2 separate regions of the Danio rerio genome follow, and region 2 is linked to region 1. Evidence: chromatin contacts called from public Micro-C data. All regions are on one chromosome and are shown on one strand. The core of a region is the stretch at or near the end of the contact, and the rest is flanking DNA. Distances in the headings are between cores, read along the strand shown.

The links. A called contact is a pair of places that touch in the nucleus more often than the background predicts.
Region 2: a Micro-C map of caudal fin shows a contact between it and region 1, with 6 times the contacts expected there. The contact joins two enhancer-like sites. A contact is called at or near these places in 5 of 18 Hi-C or Micro-C datasets (caudal fin, embryo, fibroblasts and 2 more) and 2 of 4 datasets of contacts at active chromatin or transcription factors (embryo and gastrula embryo).

What each region holds. Positions count from the first base shown.
Region 1 is chr14:2,333,114-2,340,370 of GRCz12tu, reverse strand. It overlaps diaph1 (diaphanous related formin 1), which reads right to left. Exons shown (of 26, transcript XM_073922444.1): 17 at 1,584-1,682; 18 at 1,320-1,414. Among named protein-coding and RNA genes, the nearest start is that of pcdh2g28, 130 kb to the left of the region's middle. Within about 2 kb of position 5,125, at least 36 of the 62 cell types and tissues checked have an H3K27ac peak or open chromatin away from gene starts, as enhancers often do. A contact at or near this core is called in caudal fin, where this site is marked.
Region 2 is chr14:2,422,613-2,429,869 of GRCz12tu, reverse strand. All of the region lies in intron 1 of pcdh2g1 (protocadherin 2 gamma 1), which reads left to right. All of the region lies in intron 4 of pcdh2g2 (protocadherin 2 gamma 2), which reads left to right. All of the region lies in intron 1 of pcdh2g5 (protocadherin 2 gamma 5), which reads left to right. All of the region lies in intron 2 of pcdh2g6 (protocadherin 2 gamma 6), which reads left to right. It also overlaps pcdh2g7, pcdh2g8, pcdh2g9, pcdh2g12, pcdh2g13 and pcdh2g16, and 1 more gene. Among named protein-coding and RNA genes, the nearest start is that of pcdh2g28, 38 kb to the left of the region's middle. Within about 2 kb of position 3,744, at least 49 of the 62 cell types and tissues checked have an H3K27ac peak or open chromatin away from gene starts, as enhancers often do. A contact at or near this core is called in caudal fin, where this site is marked.

The DNA.
Region 1 (7,257 bases), core at 3,876-6,375:
GACGGGTCCGCAATGCACGCACCGCGGAGGGGGGGGGGCCGCGTCGTTGCGATTTTCAATAATTGAAAATCCCGCAACCGCAATAATCAAACTCTTGGGAACAACTGTGGTCGGAACCAAAGTTCACAGGTCTGTGTTCTCTGAACTCCTATCAAGCGGTGGACTACTTCATTCTGATTGCTTGATGCCGAACCGCATCATAGCTCATACCATAAAGTTGACTTGATTTTAACTCTCCTCGACGCTCACACTGGAGAAGACGCGCCGCGCTGCTCCTCGCCGCCGGTTCTCACTGAAAATGAATGACTTCCGGCTACTTTGCCGCTCTCGCCGCTCAGTGTCAGTTTGTAATCGCTACTTAGTGATCGCTTCACGTTCATGCTCCTTAAGCCTGATTTATACTTCAGCGTCAGGTGACCGGCGTAACCCACGGCGCAGGCAACGCGCGTGGCTGTGCATTTATACTTCTGCGCGCTGTCTCTGTCGGTCTGCATTAACACTTCTGAAACGCTAGTTGGCAGTGAGGTGTAAATGTTCCTCTGTGTCGAGTTTCTTCGCTGCTGTTTTGGTTTTCCTGAACACTTCCGGGATGTACAAGTGGCTCAAACTCGCTCATTTTGAGGCAGGAACCGGCGGACGTGCAACAACTTTAACTATGAGGTAAACACAAAACAAAACGTTCCATCCGGAGCTCCTTTACGGGATTCCACACTTGTAAACAATCGCTCGCGCGGCGTAGCGCCATTCGCGCGGCTCTCGGTCCCGCCCAGACTCGTCAGCGCTACCAAGCCGACCAATCACAGAGCTTGCGCTACACGTCGTTGCGACGTGTAGTTACATTTTTTGAGAGGTGCACGTCAGTGACGGCGATGGCCACGGCGAAGGGCTATGCGTCAGCGCCGTAGCATACGCCGGTGTTTGATGCAGAAGTATAAATCAGCCTTCAGTTTGTGATCGTTCCTCAGTTTGTGAAGGCTTCCCCGCGTTGTCACTCCACCCCGCCCCCCTTCCCCGCTCCTCAATTTGTGATCGCTTCCTCGCGTCGTCGCTCCACCGACTCCCCCCATCCCCTCAGTTTGTGATTGCAGTTTGTGATTTTGGGTGACCTAACTCTAAAATACTGTGACATCATACCGCAGGTTGGCAGATTAATTGGCACCTAAGGTTAGGGTAAAGTAAATAATTGCTAAAAAATCAGATAATGGCAAAAATCCCTGTTGTTCTTGGACAATATCTTTACACAAATATTATATATGAGTTCATTCATGATCAAATCTTATAAAGTATAAGTCAATAAACAAAACTCTATTTACTCATACCTGCACCATGTTTTCAGTGAGAAGCGTCTCATTGACCTCCAGGATGACAGTTTTCATCTCTTCATAAGGCAGCCGGTTTGAACCCAAGAATATAGCTGCAACACACACACACACACACACACACACACACACACACACACACGCACACACGCACACACACACACACACACACACACACACACACACACACACACACACACACACACAGTGTCAGAGCAGTGCAGTATTTCTCATGTGAGCGCTGATGCTCAGGCTGATACTCACAGAGATTCTGGGATGTTTTGGAGTCGAGCACCTTCAGCTCTTTCACTTTCTTCTTCTGAGCGCTTTTCTTCTCTTCTGACGCCTCTTGATCTTTCTTAGCTAGAAACACATAATAAAACCGAAAGTAAGCACTTAGTGTGTGACTTTGGCCTCGGGTTCTGAGAGAGAACTTCTGTATAAAATGTACATGCCCAACAATTAACTAAATTAAATTCAATTAAATACAACTATAATAAATTCAATCAAGAATGGCAAACAAATAAACACCAATTGTAATGTATATAAAATAGGACTTTTTCAATAATACATGATAAAATTAAAACTTTAATTATTTTTAAACTATTTTTAATTTTATTTAAATTATTATTAAAGTTATTTAATTATTTTTTTATTGTTGTCACTCCTACAAATAACCTTATTTTTTCAGTTATTCATCAAAGCGAGAAAGTTTTTTATTTAATTTTACATAAATGTTTAACTTTAATTATTTTGTATATATTTTTAGTTCAACTTTCAATACCAAAAACAAGAAAACAACTTGTTAATAGTTTAATACGCTAAAAAAAAAATATATTTTTGTTTTAGCTTTAATTCCACCTGAGCTTTAGTTATTTTAATCACTTTATAAAAAATGTAGATGTATTTAAAAATATTTCTATTGAACATTTTTAATTAAACTTTTATCTTTTTTTCTACTAAAAAAACAATAAAATAAATGACAAACTTCAGAAAACACTACACACTAAACATTTCAGCATTGTAGTTATTTTTTTTTACACTAACTGTAATATATATATATAATTAAAATCTGAATTATTAAACCCCTTATTTTCTTTTTTTAAATATTTCCCAAATTATGATCAACAGAGCAAGGCAATTTACACAGTCTGTCTGATAATAATTTTTCTTCTGGAGAAAGTCTTATTTGTTTTATTTTGGCATGAATGAAAGCAGTTTTTTAATTTTTTAAAAGCCATTTTAAGGACAATATTATTAGAATTAGAATATAAATATAATAATTATAATATTCTATAGAATATAATTATAATAATAATATTCTAATAATTATTAGAATAATTCTGACTTCAACTAATATATATATATTTTAGTTTAATCAGTAAAAGTAGCCTTCTTCTTCATTTTAAATGTTTCTTTAAATTTTATTTAATCGCTTTTTTTAATTATAGAACATTAGTTTGAGTAATTCATGATAAAGCACAACAAGAACACAAAACACACACAATAAAATCATGAATATTGGGTCTACGCTACTTTACAGCTGCAAAAATGAGCTCATAATTAAAAATAACAAAGAAAAAAGACTCAACAACAAACATCTAAACAAAAAATGAACTCACACACACACACACACACAAACACACACACAAACACACACACAAACACAAACACACACACGCACACACACACGCACGCACGCACACACGCACGCACACTTCAGTGTTCTCTGTTCTAAAGACAGACTGTGAGGAGCAGCAGGAGGTCAGAGGTCAAGAGTCAAGCGTCCAGCAGCTTCAGTGAAACATGAAGACAGAAGTTCACACTGACCATCAGCTGATGTGTGTGTGTGTGTGTGTGTGTGTGTGTATAATAATCTCTCGCTCACACCAGAAAACACACACTCAAGATCATCTCGCGCTGCTCTGCAATCTGGCCTGTGTGTTTTTTCACACTCACATACATTATTCTTCCTCAATAGTTTCTCTCCTCCGTTTTCAGCCGCTTTCAAAAGCTGTGTTCTCCTCTTTGTAGCTCATTTCCAGGCAGAACATTCATGTCTGGCATCCGAGTGTGTGTATTGAGTTACAGCAGCATATGGAAACGCTCAAACTCTGAACACACACACACACACACAGACACACACACACACACACACACACACACACACACACACGCACACACACACACACAAAATCACTCTCGGTTTTACACTTTAGTTCATAAGAATGGCTCCTAATATTGTAAAACACACACACACACACACACACACACACACACACACACACACACACACACACACATACACACACACACACAATCACTCTCGGTTTTACACTTTAGTTCATAAGAATGGCTCCTAATATTGTAAAACACACACACACACACACACACACACACACACACACACACACACACACACACACACACACACAATCACTCTCGGTTTTACACTTTAGTTCATAAGAATGCCTCCTAATATTGTAACACACACACACACACACACACACACACACACACACACACACACACACACACACACACACACACACAATCACTCTCGGTTTTACACTTTAGTTCATAAGAATGGCTGCTAATATTGTAACACACACACACACACACACACACACACACAAAAGCAGGAACAGAGCTTTAAGTCTGACCAACACAATTAGGTTTTCCTAATATTATGCGCCGACAGAAACATCAACACACACTGTAAAATATAAATATGCAGGCTTCCACACGACTCATTCATGCTGTCTCAACACAAATCGATTAAGTTAACTTAACACCAACACAACCCAAACACCTTAACCTCAAATATGCAACAGACACAAACATCGCAGGAAACAAAACACTAGATAGAGATCACTAATCTGACCACGACACAACATGAGCTCAAATCTCTGTCAGTGGGTCAGCGTGTGTGTGCGCATGTGTGATTGATTATACTCCGCCAGGGTGCACACACACACACAGCCATATCACCATGTGTGTGTGATTCATAAAATGGGATCTGCGTTCAAAATGGCTGCTAGTCTCTCTCCCACACACACACACACACACGAACTCAAACGGGATTTAAACTCATTTATGAGCCAATAGCGCCCCTGCAGGCCGCAAGGAGAACTGCAGCACTCACTCAGCACATCTGTTTCACATTAACAGTACACTTACAAGAATGTGTGTGCATCTGCACAATCAGAACATATCACACACACTCTCTTTAAAGTTATTGTTTCTGGATTGTGCTGTAAAACTCCTGCTGCCTTTTGTATTCTCGAATTGCCTGAGGTCTATTCATCCATTCAGCCTTTTATCTTCCTCTCATGGCATCCAGCCTCTCAGTACACAGCTGCCACACACACACACACACACACACTGGAAATGAGGACACGTCATTTACCAATGACTAAAACATTCAAAATAACTTATTAAATGCTAAATATAGTATCATTAACATATATCAATGCTCAGATTATCAGCAAATTAGTAGAATTATTAAATATTATTACACTTTTAAATGCTCAAGAAACATTTCTGATCAATATCACTTTCATAAATGGACTGCTTGGTCACAAGTGTAAACACTAATACTTGTAAACACTACAAACAAGCATGTGAAAATGCTAAATGTGTGTGTTGTAATCTGTTTTTACACACCAGTACCTCTTTGTTTGCAGCACATGAGTGTGTTTCTGTGTTTATTAGTTCAGAGTGAGCCACGGACATCTTGTCTGCTGTTTCTGGAACTCCTGATCTCACTTTAAGCACACACACACACACTCACACACTCTTCTTTTCCCATATAAGGCGAGAGTTTATGCGAGTGGAAGGTCAGAGAGAGAACGAGAGAAAGACAGAGACACATGTCCGGCATGATAAAGTGAATATGACTGAACACTTCAGCAGCAGTTCAATACAATCTGCTCGCACAAAGAGCAACTGTGTTCTTTCATCTCTCGCTCTTTCATTTGAGAGTATTTTTAGGCTAGAGTGCACTGTGCTGACAGACTCCTTTGTTGTGTGGAAGTTTATGGTGGAGCGCTGGCGCCTCTAGCGGCCACACAGACGCACTGCTGACTCGCATTCAAACTTCTTACAAAACAGGCAATGTTTGCCTCACTAACACTTTAGGGACACTTTACTTTTGAAATATGGAGAAAAGTTCGTCCTAAAGTATGCACTAAAACTAGTAATATACAATTAAAGGGGAAAAACAAGTTAAGAATTTAAAACAAAAATGCTAAGAAACATCTCACTGAAGCTTTTCTGTAACAATAAATCTCAAACTTTGTCACATTTCTGCACTGAATAAATTATTATGAATTAAAAAAAATATATGAATTACAATGTATGAAAAAAGCTGAAAGTTCGAGTAACACAAGTATTATTCTGCATGCATAATGACTTACAAACATTTTCATGTGTTTTTCCTCTTTTTTGTTTCTCAACAAGAGTCAAAAGTTAAATTGGATTATACATCTCCTAGTTTTATCTTCTCATACACTAAAACTAGTAATACAGAGTGTAAAATACAAGAAAAAATATTTTAAAATGCCCAAATGGCGTCATTTGTAACATGTAACTGAAACACTTTTCTGTAACAAAACAATCGCAAACTTTGTCTCCTATGCCAGCATTGAATGAATCAAGATTACTATGAATTAATTTATATATTATTATATATATATATATATATATATATATATATATATATATATATAATATATATATATATATATATATATAATAATATATAAATTAATTCATAGTAATCTTGATTCATTCAATGCTGGCATAGGAGACAAAGTTTGCGATTGTTTTGTTATATATATATATATTATATATATATATATATATATATTATATATATATATATATATATATATATATATATATATATTATATATATATATATATATATATATATATATATATATATTATAATATATATATATATATATATATATATATATATATATATATATATATATATATATATATATATATATAAATAAAATACTAAGCATAATGTCCTGTAAAAATGTGTCGTGTTTTTTATATCATGAATAATCTTATTGATAATTATAATCTTACAATAATAATAATAATAATAATAATAATAATAATTATAATAATAATAATAATAATTATAAAACTATTGCAATCAATGAAGCAAAAGTTGATTATAATTCCTTTAATTTTATTTTCCTACACACTAAAACCAGTATATAGTTGGGAAAAGAGTAGATAAAATACTTTAAAATACTTACTGGCATCATTTGTAACATTTTACTGTAGCGTTCCTGTACTTTTCTGCATATGAAATATGTTGAATTTCAATGTTGAACTTTGTCACATTACAGCATTGAATGAATCAAGATTACTGTTATATAATATAAATTAAAATACCTGAAAGAGATCTAGTAACTCCTAAAACCGTAATAATAAAAATAATAATAATAATAATAAAACAATTTCACCTATAAAAATATTATAAATGTCTTAGTTTAATCTTCTGATACAATAAAACTAATAATATATAATATAGTTAAAGAAAAATACTTATAAATGCTTATAAATATGATGTATAATGTTAAACTAAAGCTTCTGGGGTCTTCGCTGTAGAAATCTGTCACATGTCAAACTCACACTTCGTTCCACTCGAGCATTCAGAGAATCAGTTTTAAACAAGCGGGAAACTCTTATTTTCAAGTTGAAGAACATTTTTAAACACACACACACACACACACACACACACACACACACACACACACACACACACACACACACACACACACACACACACACACACACACACACACTTCCAAACACAAAATCCTAAAGGAAAGAATGTGTGTGTTTGAGAGAAGATGAGCGCGCTCAACAGCAAACACACACACACACACACACACACACACACACACACTGC
Region 2 (7,257 bases), core at 2,495-4,994, 91 kb before region 1:
AGTGCATATAAGTACCTACAAAGTGCATATTATTACCCAAATGTACCTAAAACGTGCATATTAGTACCCAAATGTACCTAAAAGGTGCATATTAGTACTCAAATGTACATAAAAGGTGCATATTCGTACCCAATTGTACCTAAAAGGTCCATATTAGTACCCAAATGTACCCAAAAAGTGGATATAAATACCTAAAAAGTGCATATTAGTACCCAAATGTACCTAAAAAGTGCATATTAGTACCCAAATGTACCTAAAAAGTGCATATTAGTACTCAAATGTACCTAAAAAGTGCATATTAGAACCCAAATGTACCTAAAAAGTGCAAATTAGTACTCAAATGTACCTAAAAGGTGCATATTTGTACCCAAATGTACCTAAAAAAGTGCATATTAGTACCCAAATGTACCTAAAAGGTGCATATTAGTACCCAAATCTACCTAAAAAGTGCATATTAGTATCCAAATGTATCTAAAAAGTGTATATTAGTACTCAAATGTACCTAAAAAGTATCTTTGAGGTACCATTATGTACCCTTCCGGTACAAATATGTACCTTTTAAAAAGGTACTGCCCCAGTGACAGCTCCTGTACCTTCATTTCTGAGAGTATAGGAACACGTCTGTGTCTGTGTGTGTGTCATCGGCTGCATGCAGAAGCAGTGTTTTCGCGGAGTGTCGCTGTCCGCCATTGTAGTGCTGAAACTGGCTATGTCATTGCCCTCCTTCTCCTTCCCGTTGCATATCTAACATGAGCATTCGCGCTCTCTCTCAGCTCGAAAACATGCTTTGTTTACATGCTTGTATATATAATTGCTTGTTTCCGTCGAGCGTTTAATCTTTCCTCTTGCATGTAACACAATTGCTGCAGTGTTTCTGTTTCTTTTGTGCTCTGAAATGTGCATGCGCGTGTACAGCGTGTTTCAGCTCGCCCCTCCCGTCTGCTGCAGAACCCAAAAGCGCCGATCTGCAGTTCAGGAAAGTCACCACTGGTCGGCAGTAAAGATAACACTCACACACACATACACACACACATACACACACGCATATGTCGGTCACATGGTTATGGTTTAAAATACAAGCCTAAGAGGTCTACAAATCTATCATCTGCACATAAAACGATAGATTTACTGACCTCAAATGGTTTGAGTTTATTTTACAATATCATATTTAGATGAATGGACATTATCTAAAAGGAGAATAATAATAATTTTGGTAACACTTTACAATAAGTGTCTATGAGTTAATGTTAGTAAATGCATTAGATAAAAGGCATTAAGAGTGAACAACACTTCTGTTTTGCATTATTTAATATAATAGTAGTATAAACATATTGATGAGTTATTTAATGCATTAATCAACATGAACATGATTCATTTTCATATGTTAATTTCATAAGGCGGAAACAGTCTAATGCTATTCTTCTGTCTAAAAGCTTGTTGGAATGTGAAGTTAAAATGATTGAGAACTGCATGTATAAGATTTTATTAATTTAAAAAGTAGGAAAATGCATGAATTAAAATTTGATATCACACAAATTGTTAATCATTTAAAGATACAAAAATAAAAACAAAAAAACTGTGTAGTTTATATTATTTAAATATATAAATAATAAATAATATCATCCCACAATATCACCAAATATTTCTGATATTAATATTTTATTATTCTTACCCAATTATGGAAACACTTTACACTAAGGGTGTATTAGATAATGTTAGTTAAAGCAACATGAACTAACAGTGAACAACACTTCTGTTATGCATTAATTAATCTTTGTTAATGTCAACTAAACATATATGAATCTTTTATTTAACACATCATTTAACATGAACCAATGGTGAATAATGACTTTGATGAATTGCATCATCTTGGTTGATGTTTACTTACTCATATTCTAGTGCACCTCTTTACATTAACAGCCTAATTAGATCATGTCTATTTACACATACACTGCTGCATTTGTTCATGGATTAGATAACATTATTATGGATTAGATAATAGTAAATCTGATATGTAAACTAAACATTAATGTGTTAATACATTCATTAATACATTAGTTAGCCTGAACAAATAATAAACAAATCTTAGTAACATGTAAGACTTTACAATAAAATTCATAATTCCATTAGCAAATGCTTTTTTAATGGTAAATCATGTTAGTAAAGTGTTAACAAACATGAATAACATGCCGGTTTTGAAGTGTTAACGTGAAAACCTCAGCTTAAACTTGCATGTTATTCATGTTTGTTAACCATTTATTAAAAGTATTTGTCATAAGCAAAGCATTTGTTAATGGAATTATTAACCTTATTGTAGTGTAAACTATTCCAACATTATCTAACATTTCTTCATCACCTGTAGAAACACCTTTTACTTTATCTAAACTCCATCTTACAAAGCCTCAATGATGAAAATGATGTTTACTATAAATGTACCACAATCATGTTGCACAGCTTGCTTCAACCTTAAACAACTCTTTTGCACAATAATAAACCTTTTTACCATAGCTCTTACAGTATGTTCAGTGTTGTGTTTTATTCATGATTAATTTATGTAGCACCATGACAATCCCTGATAAATAAAGAACTAAGCCGAAGGAAAATGAATAATAATAATATAATAATAATAATAATAATAATAATAATAATAATAATAATAATAATAATAATTCATTTGTTCATTCAATTTCCTTTGGTTCAGTCCCTTTATTCATCAATGGTCGCCACAGCGGAATGAACCGCCAACTTATCCAGCATATGTTTTACACAGTGAATGCCCTTCCAGCTGCAACTCAGTATTGGGAAACATAATAAAAATAATAATAATAATAATAATTCATTTATTTATCAATTTTTCATTTGGTTTAGTCCCTTTATTCATCAAGGGTCGCCACAGCGGAATGAACCGCCAACTTATCCAGCATATGTTTTACACAGCGGATGCCCTTCCAGCTGCAACTCAGTATTGGGAAACATAATAATAACAATAATTATAATTATAATTATAATTATAATAATAATTATTATTATTATTATTATTATTATTATTATTAGATTTTTATTTTATTATATATTGTTTTATAATAATGGAACTCAATGGGGATCTAAAACGGTTTGTTAGCCATATTCTTCTAAATAACTTTCTTTAGGAGCAGCAGAAGAAAGGAACTAGTTTAAATCTGGAAATTAATATTTGGAATATATATATATATATATATATATATATATATATATATATATATATATATATATATATATATATATATATATATATATATATATATATATATATATATATATAGTAATCCAATACTTTTAAATAAAGAGAAGAATAAATGCATCATGTTGAAACTGCGCCGTCTAGTGGCGAGTCGCTGCAGTACAGAGTTGTGTTTGTATTCTTTATTAATTCGCCCTTGTATCATTTCTTTTCAGTTGATTATCATTACTGAACATCTGATGCGAGTTTATCACATTGTCTGTGTTATCAGTAAATGTCTTCGATGTTTTCTGTGGTCTGTGGCTGTGTTCGCAAATTGCCAGCGTTCCTTTTAGCCCCTAATGTTCTTTATCGGGGCTCGTAAATATTTTAAACCACATGGGATCCCTGGCATGTGCGCTGGAAACAGGTCGACCTGAGCTGTGAAAGTTTCTGCAAGCTCGAGGAGATGTGTGTGTGTGTGGGTCTCTTTCTCTCTCGCTCTCTTACCAGCCCTCGCTCTTTCTCTCTCTCACTCACTATGTGTGTGTGTGCGCGCAATAGGACGGACCTCTTTGTGACTCAGTCTCCGCCCTGTTGCGCAGCGGAGGCGCAGCTAATTCAGGGAGTTTTGGAGAAGAGCTGGATGGAGGACTGTTTTTCCTCTCGTGTAATTTCCCGAAAGGTTTACAGCCATCATGAGTTATGTTAAACTTCTTCTTTCTGTCCGCGCGAATCGGATTGCGTTACGCGCGACATCGTAGCGCCGCTTCGACTGGAATATGGGATCTATAAGACGGAAAAGTTGAAACTTTTCCCCTCCCCTGTCCGCGCATAATGGAGCGCAGCCGCTCATGGCCCGTGCTCTGCCTCGCGCTCTGCCTCATGCATCTCTCCGTGTCGAGCGGGGAGCTCCGTTATTCGGTACCCGAGGAACAGAAGCCGGGTTCCGTCGTTGGGAGTATAGCGAGGGATTTGGGTCTCAGCGCGACGAGGATTACTGAAAGAAATCTAAAAGTTGTGTCGGAGTCTAACGCGCAGTACTTCGAGGTCAATTCTAACGGTGTCTTGGTTATTAGAGAGACGATAGACAGGGAGCGCATTTGCGCTTTAAGCACAACTTGCTCTTTGCACCTTCAAATCCTTCTTCAGAACCCTTTGGAAATCCACAGAGTTCTTATTCAGATTGATGATGTGAACGACAACGCGCCGCAGTTCCCAAACGCGAATTCATCACTTGAGATATCCGAGGCGGCCGCTCCGGGAACGCGGTTCCGCTTGGAGAGCGCGCGCGATCCCGATGTGGGCATTAACTCGCTGCGCACGTACAGCCTCTCCGCGAGCGACTACTTTGTTTTACACGTGGAGACCAAAAGCGACGGCAGCAAATTTCCAGAGCTGACTCTGGAGAAGGCTTTGGATCGCGAGACGATTTCCGCGTTTCAACTCCTGCTCACGGCTGTGGACGGAGGACAGCCGGAGAAATCCGGGACCACCCTTCTGCTCATTAAGATCCTGGACGTGAATGACAACGCGCCTGTGTTTGATGAGCCGGTCAAAAGGGTCAGCCTTTTGGAGAACTCTCCTCCGGGGACACTCGTGACCAAACTAAACACCACCGATGTGGACTCTGGCGTAAACGGGAAGATATCCTACTCATTCAGTAAGTACACTCCAGAGAGAATACTGAAGATGTTCAGCGTCGATTCTAAATCGGGGGAAATCCGTGTTGTGGGGGATGTGGACTATGAGGAAGCAAATGTGTATGACATCACTGTTCAGGCCAGGGATGGAGGCTCTCCCGCCATGGAGGGCTCATGCAACATCAAAGTGGAAATAATCGATGTGAACGATAACACTCCGGAGGTGACATTAACGTCTCTGACCAGCCCCATCCGGGAGGATGCTGACAGCGGGACTGTTATAGCACTGATCAGTGCGAAGGACTTAGATTCAGGGGATAACGGGAAAGTGACACTTAAAGTGTCCCAAGGACTTCCGTTTAAGCTCAAGTCAGCTTTTGGAGAACACTACACGCTTGTGACGGACGGACGTCTAGACAGAGAAGCCATTGATGAGTACACTGTTGTTGTCACGGCGACTGACTCCGGCTCGCCTCCGCTGTCCTCTGAGAAGCGCTTTGCGGTGCGCCTGTCAGACGTTAACGATAACGCTCCGGTGTTCTCGCAGAGCTCCTACTCAGTGGATGTAGCAGAAAATAACGCTCCCGGTACTCCAATAGCGAGCGTTTCGGCGACAGATCCAGACGTCGGCGACAACGCCCGCTTGTCCTACTCAATCCTGCCCAGCAGCATCCACGGCAGCCCCATATCCTCATACGTCTACATCAACCCAGAGAACGGAAACATCTTCACCATGCGCTCTCTGGATTATGAGCAGATGAATGCGTTCAGGATCGAAGTGCAGGTGCGTGATGCTGGCGTGCCGCCCCAGGCATCCAATGTCACCGTGCACGTTTTTGTGGTTGACAAGAACGATAACCCACCGGTTATCCTGTACCCGGCGCACTCTGAAGAGACGGGGCTCCAGCTGACAGTCCCGCATGGAGTTCCAGTGGGCCATCGTGTCAATAAAATAGTCGCTGTTGATTCGGACAGCGGCCACAATGCTTGGCTCTTCTACACCATTGCTCCCGGAGACGATTCGTCACTGTTTCACATTGAACTGCACACTGGCGAGCTGCGTACTGCACAGAAACTCATGGACGACGAACAGGGTGGTAAAACCCACCCAGCATACAACTTCGTTGTGAATGTGCGAGACAATGGCGATCCAGCTTTGTCCACTAGTGTTATGGTCACAGTTACCATCGAGGAGAAAACCCCAGACAAATCGACAGACTTTCGCATGACTCCTCGCAAAGCGACTGGAATGACTGACGTCACACTATACCTCATAATCTCCCTGGGTTGTGTGACTTTGGTGTCGCTGTTAACAATGGCGATACTCTTGGTACGGTGCATCAGGCACAAGGGCGGATCTACATGCTGCTACTCCAGATCGGGATTGCGTTCTCGCCATGCTTACCAGCAGAGAGCAAACAAAGACCTTCACCTCCAGCTGAACACTGACGGACCCATCAGATACATGGAGGTGGTCGGAGGCCCTCAGGAGCCTCACACCAGGACGTACAGGCCCTGCTACTCGACGCTCTCCAGCAGGAGCGACTTTGTGTTCGTCAAGACTCCCATTTTGAGTCACAACAACACGCTTAACATGACTTTAACTAGGAAGCACTTAATGAACTCAACCAATGAGGTGAGAGCACGCTCATCCCCACAGCCAATCAAATGCTTTGCTGCCACTAATGGGGATAAGGATTTACTTATTTTGTTAAAGACGTTTCTTTTGCTCACCAAGGCTGCGGGTTATATGATCAAAATATAGTGAATAGTGTTAGTGAGAAATATTGCAATAATTAAAAGAAATCTATTGGAACGTATTGCAAAATATTACTTATTCTTATGACGCAAAAGCTGATTCATCTACCTCTTTATTTGCAGTCTTTAATGTCACTTGGTTTTTAGAAAATAAGACAATTAATTAAATATATATATATATATATATTATAGAAAAAGGGGGGCGTGGAGACGCAGTGGGTAGCCATGTTCGACTCACACCATGTGGTCGCTTGTTTGAGCCTTGTCTGGGCAAGGTGGCGTCTCTGTGTGGAGTTTGCATGTTCTCCCCATGTTGGCGTGGGTTACTTCCGGGTGCTCCGGTTTCCCTCACAGCCCAAACACATGCACTATGGGGGAATTGAATAAGCTAAACTGGCCATAGAGTACGAGTGTGAACGCAAGAGTGTATGTGTGCTTCCCAGTGTAGGAAAAGCATCAAAACATATGTTGGTGGTTCACTCTGCTGTGGCGACCCCTGATGAATGTCACAGCGGAATGAACCGCCAACTTATCCAGCACGTTTTTATGCAGAGGATGCCCTTGCAGAGGATACCCATCTCTGGGAAACATCCACACACACTCATTCACACACACACTCATACACTACGGACAATTTAGCCTACCCAATTCACCTGT